Regions from separate parts of the Lactuca sativa genome. Here region 2 is linked to region 1. A link is a contact called in public Hi-C data. All regions are on one chromosome and are shown on one strand. Each heading gives the region's core, a stretch centred on a gene start, on an enhancer-like site or on the middle of the called end of the contact. The rest is flanking DNA. Distances are from core to core; before and after follow the strand shown. Region 1 holds the start of LOC111921409 (ras-related protein RABH1b). Region 2 holds the start of LOC111921408.

Region 1 (5,945 bases), core at 273-2,772:
CAAGATACATAGTTTTTGATAGAAAATCAATACCAATTGTAGCCTGGAGAGTGGATATAAATTCAGAGTATACACATTAGAGAGGGGGTAGGAAAGGAAATACGAAAAAGATTGAGATAACAAATGAAAGGTTTGATAAGAAATTGGAATGTAATAAACTACGAGAGGAAAATGTAGACATTCTATACTGCAAGGGAAACCAAAAGGACTGAATTCGAATTAGCAATTCATCAAAAGGTGTATGCACTGCTATTAATTGTAAGTATTGATAAGTTATTGTTTTAAATTTTTATTTTTGCCAAGGAAATGATTTCCTGGATTATGAAGAAAACTTCACACAACTAAACTAAACCAATCTATTGAATAAATGAAAGGGGATTTCTTAGTTTTTCCCTTAATAAGAGTAGCAAATTTAGTAAACAACTACCAAAGGCGAAAAACTATGCTATAAAAGAATGAAGCTCCTTTATATGACTATCTATGCAGTTAATCTATGGACTTAAATGATTGCTTGGAAACATTTTTTTGGAGTTAGAATGAATTGATGAGGATGATTAGGAAATTTTCAGCTTTCTTATACAATATACTCATTGTTTTATCCTTCTTGGTTGCTTGAGAAATCAAGATTTTGTACATCATAGATAGATTAGACAAAAATTGGTATTTTAATTGTTCTCAGATAGTCAGATTCAATAGGTAGATATTCTAGCAGGGGAATTATCAGAAGCACCTTTATCTAGCAAAATCAATACAAGTAGTATTATTCAAATCTGTAGCCTGGATGCATATAGGGACACAAGCAGAACCACTCATGGTCCTAATTAGCTTCAGCTGGAATGACCAAAACAGTGAATGTGTTATCTTAGTTCCTTCAAATCTGTCACGATTTAACACATGGAACTCTCAAAAACTTCAACTACGAGAAGGCGAGATGTTTCTATCCATATCCCTAACAAAGTTCAATGCGATTATCCAATTTCTCTTGGAGTTGAAAATGGATCTGTTTGAAAACAAAACTAAGCTTTTTTCAACAATTAAGGGAGTAACGAATCGAGATCAAGTCCAAGTCAAAATCAGATCAAACATCCAAAAAAGCTCTCAACAGATATCACAAATCAAAAGGCTACACATAAAACATGGTCCGATAGCAGCTACATAATAATAAGCTGGATCAAATTAGATTACCTGATAAGTGTTGTCAAACTTATCGTACATGAATCGAGTAATGATGCTCGTTTTTCCGACTGATTGATCTCCTAAGAACACCAGCTTGTACTTCGCAAGAGCCGACACCGGAGCCATTTTGTTTGAAATTAATTAAGATATAGCAGCAGATATATCCACGACAACGTTGCGATCAAAGGATGAAGATTTTCCGACGCGTATGACTGAGATCTCGCCGGAGAATCTTGGAGATCAACGCCGAGAGATGTTAGGACTCTGAGAGTCTGAGGTATATGAGCGAGAGAAAAGGGTTTGTTTAAGAGTTGAATCCGTGTCGGCTAACGGAAAATGAGTTTGTTGCATTTGGCATTTGTTTGAATAGTAACGACTTGGACACAATTAGTCAAAATATATAATTATTTAGCTTTTCAAAGTTTTTTATTTTAGGTTTTTAGTGTTTAATTTAGTTTTAAGATGCTGTTGTTATTGAAATAAATAGTTTTTATTAAATGTTCTAATAACATTTCATTGTATTTTTCAATGTTAAATAGATTATAAGATAAATTGTAATTTCTAAAAAACAGCGGTTAACAGAGGTATTTGTAATGAGAATTGTTATCGAGAATTAAGAAAAGAAACAATAGATTTGAATGATGAAAGATGATGAACACACGAAGTAAATATTAATCAGATCTCGTTTTATTAAGACTGATTACAAAGTAAGCTGAAGAGAAATATTGTGTTTCGATATCGTTACTCTACTTCAAGCCTAAGTCCCTATTTATAGGGAACATATAAAAAGTATACTAAGTCTAAACATTTACGCTTCGCATTCTACACTTCGCATACAAAATTGACTTAGTAAAATAACATAAAAATGCGAATCATTACAATACAAACTATTCGACTTTTACAACATACATCTACATTCTCCCCCTTTGTAAACAGTCGATACAATTCAACTTAAAAGCTTTTGAATTGCAGAATGAATCGTTCTTCGCACCTCTCCATACCAAGAGATCACCTTCTTCAAGTCCTTCTTATCACCTTCGTTATTTTTCTTGCAATTGTTCATACGTACAATGAAGTGCGTATATTGCGAAGAATTGTATCTTTCAATCTCTGAAGCTTTGAATAAGAACTTCTTCGGTTGCCTTTAGTGTCTCTTCCCGAAAACACCATGCCAAATGGTTTAAGGCATATCTCACCCACAACATACTTCGATAGAGCTAATTGTGACAAAGTATCCTCCCACGGAACTTTAACTTCTCTTCCTAGCACATTTGCTAACTCTTCATCAGTAAGTGCCAGACAATCGAAATAGTTGTCGATATAAGTCTTCACATGTGCAAATCCGACTTTAAACACATCTGTTTCTGAGCCTTTGAGTTTGTTTACTTCCATGTGCTTCAGAATAAGAGCTACTTGAATGAGATCGTTGCAGTTCATCAAAGGAAAATTAGCAACAGTGAAGTCGTATTGTTTGTTGTTAGCCCTGATGACAAAATATCGAAAATTTTGAAGCATGTCTTCAAACAGAACATCCTTCTTTATCGTAAGCACCTTCTTGATCTTCATCAGGGACCAAACTTCATCAGGATTCTTCCCAAGAACAGCATGAAACCTGATTTTCATATGAGTGTAGTCATCCGGATTATCAAATTTCTCACTGATCTTGTATTGAGCCGTAATGAACAACATTTCATTAATAGGGAAGTCCAGCTGACAGTGATCTGAGTTTGCAATATCGTAACTTCGTTTAGGCTTCTTCTCGAACTCATACATCTCCCTTCCTACAACTTTAGACTCTATAGTTTCGTAAAAGTAAAGTTTCGCAGGATCTCCTTTGTTCATGGAGGGAGGATCACTTGCTCTTTGTCTCATGATGCTCTGAACTTGTCTCATTCTTTCTAATTCAGCCTCAGCATCAGCTTTTATCTCCTCCTTCGACTTTTCATATAAGATGCCTTTTCCTTTTCCTGTTACATCTTTCTGAGGTTGAGAACTAGAACCTCCTTCGTTTCCTCCAATAACAATTCCCTTGGAAATTGTTTTTGTGGTTATTGTTGTTGAAGAAATCGATTTTGTAGGAATTGGAAGAGTTGCAACCAGTTGAGTCGAAATCACTTTGCCCACTGTTTTAGCCTCATCTTCTTTGCTTCGACTTTTCTCTCCCCCTTGCGCCCCTGTGAAAACAGGTGGAGCACTCTTCGGAAGTACAGAAGTGAAATTTGAAAGCGGAGTTAGGGCTTTCTGAATAGCTTGTTCTAAAGTATTAATCTTTAGAGACAAGAATTCAGGTGTAAGGATTTGCGAAGATGATGAATGCGAAACTGCTGATTTGAGCTCAGTGACTAATTTGATCAAGTGATCAAACTTCTCCATTGTAGCAGCTTTCTGATCTTCAATAACAGGAATATTGTTGAGTTTGTGGAGTTGAGACGAAATTTCCACAATTTGCTTTTGAAGATCTTCTTGTCTCGTATGCACATCTTGAAGATCCTTCGCAAGTTTAGACTTCAATTCCTGAATTTTGAAGTTGACATCCTCACGAACTTTCTTGACGTCTTGTACAAAAAGAATGTGTCGTTCTTTTGTAGCAGCTTTAAGATCTTGAACTGCAGACGTAAAATTATTCCCTTGTGCTTTCACTCTCAGCTCATTGTTTTTATCTGACTGATCAACTTTCTCCATGATTCTTTTCTCAGCTCCTTTAATCATGACATCCACCTCCATTGCTGAGATCGAAGACATTCTCCCGAAATCGGCTTGCGATTGGATAATGGTCTTCAACTTTTGATTCAGTGTTTTAAACTGCTTTCCTGTCATCAGCATATGATCAGGAATGTCTTCTTCTTCTGAATCAAAAGCAATGTTATCTAGAACTCCTCCAAAAGCACCTCCTTCGATTTCAGAATCAGACATTTGTTGCGAAGGTGGAGGATTTTCAGGTGATTGGGATGGAAAAAGTGTGGTGAATGGATTCTGAAGGGCATGATCAAAAATGGAGGAAGTGGTTGATAAAGTGGTAATAGGTAAGGATGTTGGTAATGGAAATGCGACACTCGAGATAGGTGCCCCCGTATCAGATACGTTGACAACCATATCCGAAATAGGTACCTCCTCAGTAACTGACTTGGTAAGAACTATTTCGAGTGGTTGGGTTTGTGAAATAGTAGTGGAAATTTGCGAAGTTTGAGAAATTGGTAAAGAAACATTTACCATTGTTGTAACAGGTGGAGTTTCTGGGACAACTTCTTCATCTGATGATTCATTGCGAATCGCCATCTTCCTCTTCTTGCCCAGCGTGCGTTGCATGTTTTTCGCAACATCTTCAGCACGTTGGCGTTTCTTTCCAGGAGACACTGGGGCAGGAATACTACGAATAGTAACTCCTTTACTACTCACTTCTGCTTTGCGAATTTGTTTTAAAACTCCAGACTTGGAAGGTAAAACTTCCTTCTTCGATATTTCATCTTGCACAGTTGGTGAAGATGAACCCTTCGCAGGTTTCTTGCTCACCTTCTTCTTCTTCTTCGACGGAGTAGCAACGTCGGGTAATACACCTGTCTGATCAGCTGTATCGATGTTTCGCAAATATCTCACCAACACTTTGTGAGTGGGAGAAACTTTGCGAAGCATCGCATCCGGAATGCGAGCCACCCTTGTAAATATTGCTTCATCATCTTCAATCACTTTTGGAAATTGGTAAAGCGAAAATTCAGCAACTTCGATATCTGATACGATTGGAATTGCTTCTTTCTCGTATACTTTCTCCAGGATCAAACTCCAGTATCTGGCACAAGATATCCCCTTCTCCGAATTCGTGTTTTCCAGACTTTTCACAAATTCCTTCCAAAGCTGTGTTGCGTAGTCTACATTGATGTCATAGTAGATACCCATTACCATGGCATACACTTCGACTCTTCCTCTATCTAAGCCGACTGACCTTCCGGTAAGACACCATAGGAAAATGCCAAAAAGAAAATTCTAGATGCATGGTAATCCCGACTTCCGGAAGTCACTGATCTTCTCCAACTCCGGTTGATGTCCCATTTCATTGAACATGTGAATGATCTGGGAGTTTACAGGTTTAACAAAGGGAGGGTTGTTTGGAATCTGCAAGAACTCCACGAACAAATTCTTGGACAGTTTAACCCTTTTGTTGTTGATGAGATTGAAGGTAATCACATCCGCTGTGTGATTGTATGAAGCCGTGGAAGCAGCACGAGATAACCACACCATCGGAACTGGGAATGATCGGAACATGGCAGTTGATAACGGTGATCGTTTCAAAGCCACGATAAGCATCTTCAAGTCTTCTGGATATGCGGAAATGTTGGGATCAACTTGATAATTTGTGCTTTGAATCTTCATAAGTGATTGAGAAAGGACCTCATAAGTGTTGGAATTTGTGGCTGCCATTGTTAGGTTTTGAAAGAAATTGGAAGTTTGGATCAAGATGAAAGCTTTGAAGTTTTGTGAGAATTGTTGTTTGCGTAACCGTTCACAGTGTTCTTCATCCCCCTTTTATAGGTTACTCAAAAATTGATTTGAAATTAAAGCGGGATGCATTTAATGTTATCCGATGTGGCACCTTGAATCTCGGATCATTACTGTAAAAGAGTACTATGCTGCAAAAAGTAACTGTCACATCTCCTCAAAATCCGGATAGAATACCAACCATTTTGAGTATACAGCCTGTCAAGTATCCGTTATAGAATTCGAACCGGTAAAACCCTTCGCATGGAAGCAAGACTCTTTCACTTTTAGGATTTAAA
Region 2 (5,603 bases), core at 1,617-4,116, 240 kb before region 1:
ATGCACATCCTTATTCTAATAAATGAATAGTTTTAATCTCCTTTTGCCAAGTATCAGTCTAATACAACTCTTTATTAATATTATGTCTTATGTCATGTAGATATATTTGACAACAACTAATTTCAAAATTCAAATTTACATTTACTAATTATATGTTAAATTTGAAGTTATAATAACTTTAAAATTTTGATATATCTTTTAATTAATAACTTATTTATAACGATTTATATAAAATAATTGATTAATAATTATAAAATGCTATTATGAAAGTTTAATTAATTTTATAACCCGTGGTTCCACGGGTTATAAACTAGTGAAATGATATATCAATAAGAGACGATGAGTGTAAAAACATACCACTGATAATGAAAAGAGTTTTTGTATCGCCTTTTTTAATTTTTGAGTTACAGTTTGTGTCGGTTCTACTAAGTTGATTCGGCTAGTGTATCAGTTATATGATAAACTAATTATGTATGCATTGTATGGTGCTCTTGTGTGTTGGACATTGTGAGAATGAGACACATTTAAAGTTCAGGACAAACGTTTTCTTTTTATTGTTGGATGAATTCACAAACAATTTTGTGTTCCACTAGAGACCTACCCATACCATGTGTCATTGGTTGATGCGCCCACACATAATTCATATCAGGTAAATTTGAGTTGTTGAACATGGTATGATTTATCTGTTTAACGGATCGACTCATTTAATTTACTAGTTAGAAGTTGTTCATTGAAAGGTCACATCTGAATGAGTTAGTATTCAGCGGGTCTCATGCAACCTATTAACAAATCAACAACCTCAAAAAAGTTAAAAAAAAACCCTTCTATTTTCTTAATCATTGATTACTTTATCTATCAACCCTTTCTTAATCCTTAATTACTTTGTCTATCAACCCTTTCTTAATCCTTAACTAGTGTTTGAAGTGGCATTTTTTTAATTCACTATAGGTGAATATCAAGTTTGGCAATAACTATAAAAGTGCTCATGATTTTTAATACTCTTAATATATTATAGAGTCGGGATAGATCAATAAACTAGTAGCACTTGTACCGAAGACTTTAATTAAGCAAATAATAAAATATCTTAAAATCAATATATAATGATGAATCAACAATAAAAAAAAAACTAATTAAAGAATATTATCTTAATTAATCATGATATATAGATCCAACTATTTTCAGCAATCGACGATTAAAAAAAAGACAGAAGCAGAATCAGAACATTTGAATTTGCATTTGCATTTTGACATATTCTTTCTCTAATTAAAAAACAATATATTTTATTATCGGTTGTCCTAAAAAATAATATATTTATTGGTCATGTTTTAGGCCTGTTTTACACTGTTTTTCGTAATTATTATTTAGAGTCGATATCTTTAGATACATTCGTATATTATTTGTTGGCTCTATACATTATTTTTTTTTTTCGAAATTAATATCGAACCAAACATTATTTTTGATAAAAAGAATATTACTGTTATTAACTTATTAATATGGATTGTGCGAAAAGTAGTACGTGTATTCCATGGGATCAATCCTCCTCTGTACACCACGCTGTCAGTTTATCGTTTTCCTAACCGAACAATTGTTCTTTACACCCCCTTACTTTTAAGTTTATTACAAATTTGACACTTAAAGTTTAAAGCTTTACACTTTGAAGATTTGTGTTTCATTCTAAGGTCATCTAGATCTTGTACCTATGTGCATTAATTTGCCTTGCTCCAATATGTTATTTAGTTAATAAACTTATAATTGTGAGAGTATATATTAATAAGATATATACCATCATTAAGGTGTTTTAATGGTGATCATTTTGTATAGAGAAATTAAAAATCCTTCTACTTTTTGTTCTTACAAATCTTTCTACCCAATGAAATAATAACATGTGTCACATTTAATGCTCATTTAATGATATTTTAGTATACTAAAATGACACATGTTATCATTTAATCAGGTAGGAGGATTTGTAGTTGAAGTCTGTGAGATTCAAACATGATCAACGCCATTTTAAAGCGTTATATACAAAAGAGAAATTAAATATGATATGTTTAAAAAGATCATATGCATGTTACATCATCTTATAACACTATACATCAAGATCTCATAGATAATAAATTGCTATAATATAATTATGAACCTTAATAATATGTCCCTTGAAAATTAATCAACCAACTTTTATACTGTTGTTTAGATCATGATACTGTCAAAAATAAACATCGCATCACACCTTAAAACTTTTAACTATTTTTAAAATGATAACTTTATTTTTCAAATACATATTCATCCATGACCACTTATATCACTAATCGGCTAGATAAGAAAAAACTTAATTTTCTTTAATGAAATGTTAAAACTTGTGAGTTTTAAACTAGAGATTTATTTCATTCTAAAATGTTTAAATCTCAAATAATTTTTATAAAATCGTATTTTACTGTTACCTACGTAAAACCAGATAAATAGAAAAAAAAATAGTTACACAACTTTTTGTCCGTTTGTGATCTTACTTTTTGTATGATCATAATTAAAATATTCTAATCTTTAAAGCATAAGTAGACGATTTGAAATTTCAACTACCTCATTTATTCTTCTGGAAAAAATCAGTTAAGTAGACGATTTAAAATTTCAACTATCCTACTTATTCTTCTGGAAACTAATGTTTATGTGGAAGTCTTAATAGTTCCAATATTATATTTTTTTTATGAAGAATATATTTTTGATGAAGTTTCCATGTATTTATATATACAATGAAAAGTCTTGTTTGTAATAATAAAACAAATGAAACTAAAGGGACTAAAAACGAAATACAACCTTTTAGCACACGACCCCCAATTTGTATGAACAAATATATAATCAGTGATTCTTCCCATATTCTCTCTCTCTATATCTCTCTCAAATCCTCTCTTCTCCCCTCTGTAAATTTCTGAAATAAAATCACACTGAAGATAGAAGACAAGCACGAAATCTCCCTAAAAATCTGAACAATCTTTGTTTTCATCGTCAATTAGAGAAACGCTGATCAATGGAGCGTTGAATCCCCAAAGAACTAACAAGGAAACAAGGAAACAGATACAAATATTCAACAATCAGAAGCTAATTCTGCCGATTTACTTGAAATCAAGTGTAGAGAGGTGTACAGAATTTACATCCATAAATGAGGTGTAAGAAGCATTACACCGATCTCAGTAGTGTCGTCGGCGTATGCGCTTGTTGTCTCCGGGAACGTCTGTTGTATCTCATCGCAGCTCAAGAACAAGCTCATGCTCAAGCACTGAGTGGTCAAAACCTAGACGGAAAACAACGCAATTTGGACGGGAAACCAGTGTTTCCTCGCTTTGATTCTCCGTTAAACAACCGCCGAAAGTCCGATCGTTCTGCCGGAGCTACTGTATTGTCTCATAACGATCGACGAAAGGATCATCATCCTTTTACTCCTGCTGCTCCTCGTCATAACCATAGCCTCTCGGATCAACTGTTTTATCGAACACCTCAGGTAGGGCCTACTACCGGAGGTCACAACAACACCGGTGTTCATTCGAATAAGAAGCGGAGTTTGATTCGGTTGCTTACGTTTCCCTTCAGATCTAAGAATCGAAACTCGGTGGATTCGGTTTCGGATCCCAGGGCATCAGATTCGACTTTCAGGGAACCCAGCGGTGGTGGTAATGCCACGTCGTCAACGTCAACGTCGTCGTCTTCGTGGTTCTCAAGCATTGTACAAGGTGGTGGTCGTAACCGGAGGAAGCAACCGGTTTATGTTGATGAATCTCAAGTAACCAGCGGAAGCGGAGTGGTCCGGCGGCAGTACTGCCGAGATCGGGGAATGTCACCGGTGCGAAACTCCGATTGCGATGGCGGAAATGAAGATGATTTATTCGATGTAACAAGCGGGTACGAGTCAAGGCCTGAGTCATGGAAAAACACACCGAGAAGAACACCGGCTCATCCAGACGGCCGGCGCGGCGGTGGTGCCGGACACGTGAGGAATTTATCCGGTTTAACATTCTGTTTGAGTCCCTTGGTTCGTGCAAGTCCTAACCGGCAATGGAATCAGAAGGGTATGCCACCGCCACCACCGCCGGAAAGCGGTTTATCAGGCGAAACCAGAGCTCCGGTGAAGCCTCATCTTTCAAACATAAAATCATTTTGCCCAAACAGATCAAGAAAATTCGCCGATTTCGGGAGGCCCAATGCTCACCATTGATTTTGATGACTGTTGTCATTGACCCAGTCGCAGATTGGTTTGACTGGGCCTCAAAGTACACGATTTTGCCTCCATTGGTATCTCCCCCTTCATACCTTTATCAATAATTACTATATGATTATTCATATTTTACTGATACCAAAATATTTTTATTCTTTTTTCTTCTTCATTTCTTTTTTTGTAATTATGAGATTCGATTTAAGTATAGTGTGAATTACAAATTTGGCCTCACATTTTGTCTTTTTATATATATTCCTCATGTGTCATAAAATAATTCTTTGTTCTAAGACAATGTATTCGTGGATACTTTATAAATAATATAATGCACACATAGTTTCAAAGTAATATTTTTCCTTTAATATAAAAAGGTTAATCACAAAATTATCATTTTAAACATTTAATATAAAATATAAAATAACTATCCATGAAATGGAAAAACAGAAAGTATTTGTTTTCATGAAATTCAATAGTTTTTTTTTTGGTAAAATTATATCATTTTTGCGAAGAAAAAAAAATCTTTATGAAGGACAATCGATGAATTTTTTTCTTAAAAAGACTGATTATTTTATAACAAAGGTACAAAAAATGATAATTTTTATAAGATGATCAAATTTTGAACAATATTAACTCGTTTTGTTACATTTATATTCATTGTGAAATATGCATGGCGTAGTGTAATTTGTCGTCACATTGACGTTATACAATAGTAGGTTACATGTCATGAAACGGGTAAGAAGTTACGAAATAAATGAATTATATGTCATGAAACTATTATTAGAAATTATAAATTTATAAAATTACACGTTAAGAAACATATGAAAGTTTTATAATTACAGTTTTTTTTGGAAAAAAAAATTCAGTTAGGATTCAGTTTTATTAAAATGTTAATAGATATTTATTAGGTATACAAATCGAATACTTATAATAGAGATTAATCTAATATATAATTTGAATTTGATTAGGAAATATCACAATCAAAAGTTGTCGTTAATTAAGAAATTACCTATCAAATATTAAATAATATTGAAAATAGAAACTATCAATTTTGGCACTTAATTAACGATCCAATCCGTTTCAATGCCAAAAGCAAATGCGGCTAACTTATCCAAAAGGTGATTTGTGATCACAGTCATTGTTGATGTCAACATCCTCTTATTCATCAAATTATTTAAAAAAAGTTAAAATCAATATTGTTAATAATTTAAGATATAATTTAAAAATGTTATTAACAATAATCATGGAGAAAAGTCGGCTTGTGACTTATGTACTAATTGGATTGGATGTCATAAGAATCATGGTTCTCATGATGAGGTTCTATGAATTGGGAAAATGGTATAAGACATGATAAATCTCAAAAGGATTCTAAAGTGATAGGGAACTATAGATCGTATGCTCATGTAAA

The links. A called contact is a pair of places that touch in the nucleus more often than the background predicts.
Region 2: a contact with region 1 is called in a Hi-C map of leaf, with 6 times the contacts expected there. The contact joins the promoter of LOC111921408 here to the promoter of LOC111921409 in region 1. A contact is called at or near these places in 3 of 4 Hi-C or Micro-C datasets (bud and leaf).

Annotation. Positions count from the first base shown.
Region 1 is chr1:111,613,318-111,619,262 of Lsat_Salinas_v11, reverse strand. LOC111921409 (ras-related protein RABH1b) reads right to left here and starts at 1,522. Exons shown (of 6, transcript XM_023916990.3): 1 at 1,186-1,522; 2 at 1-43. The coding sequence starts at 1,302.
Region 2 is chr1:111,854,760-111,860,362 of Lsat_Salinas_v11, reverse strand. LOC111921408 reads left to right here and starts at 2,866. Exons shown (of 1, transcript XM_023916989.3): 1 at 2,866-4,432. The coding sequence starts at 3,152. The coding sequence ends at 4,201.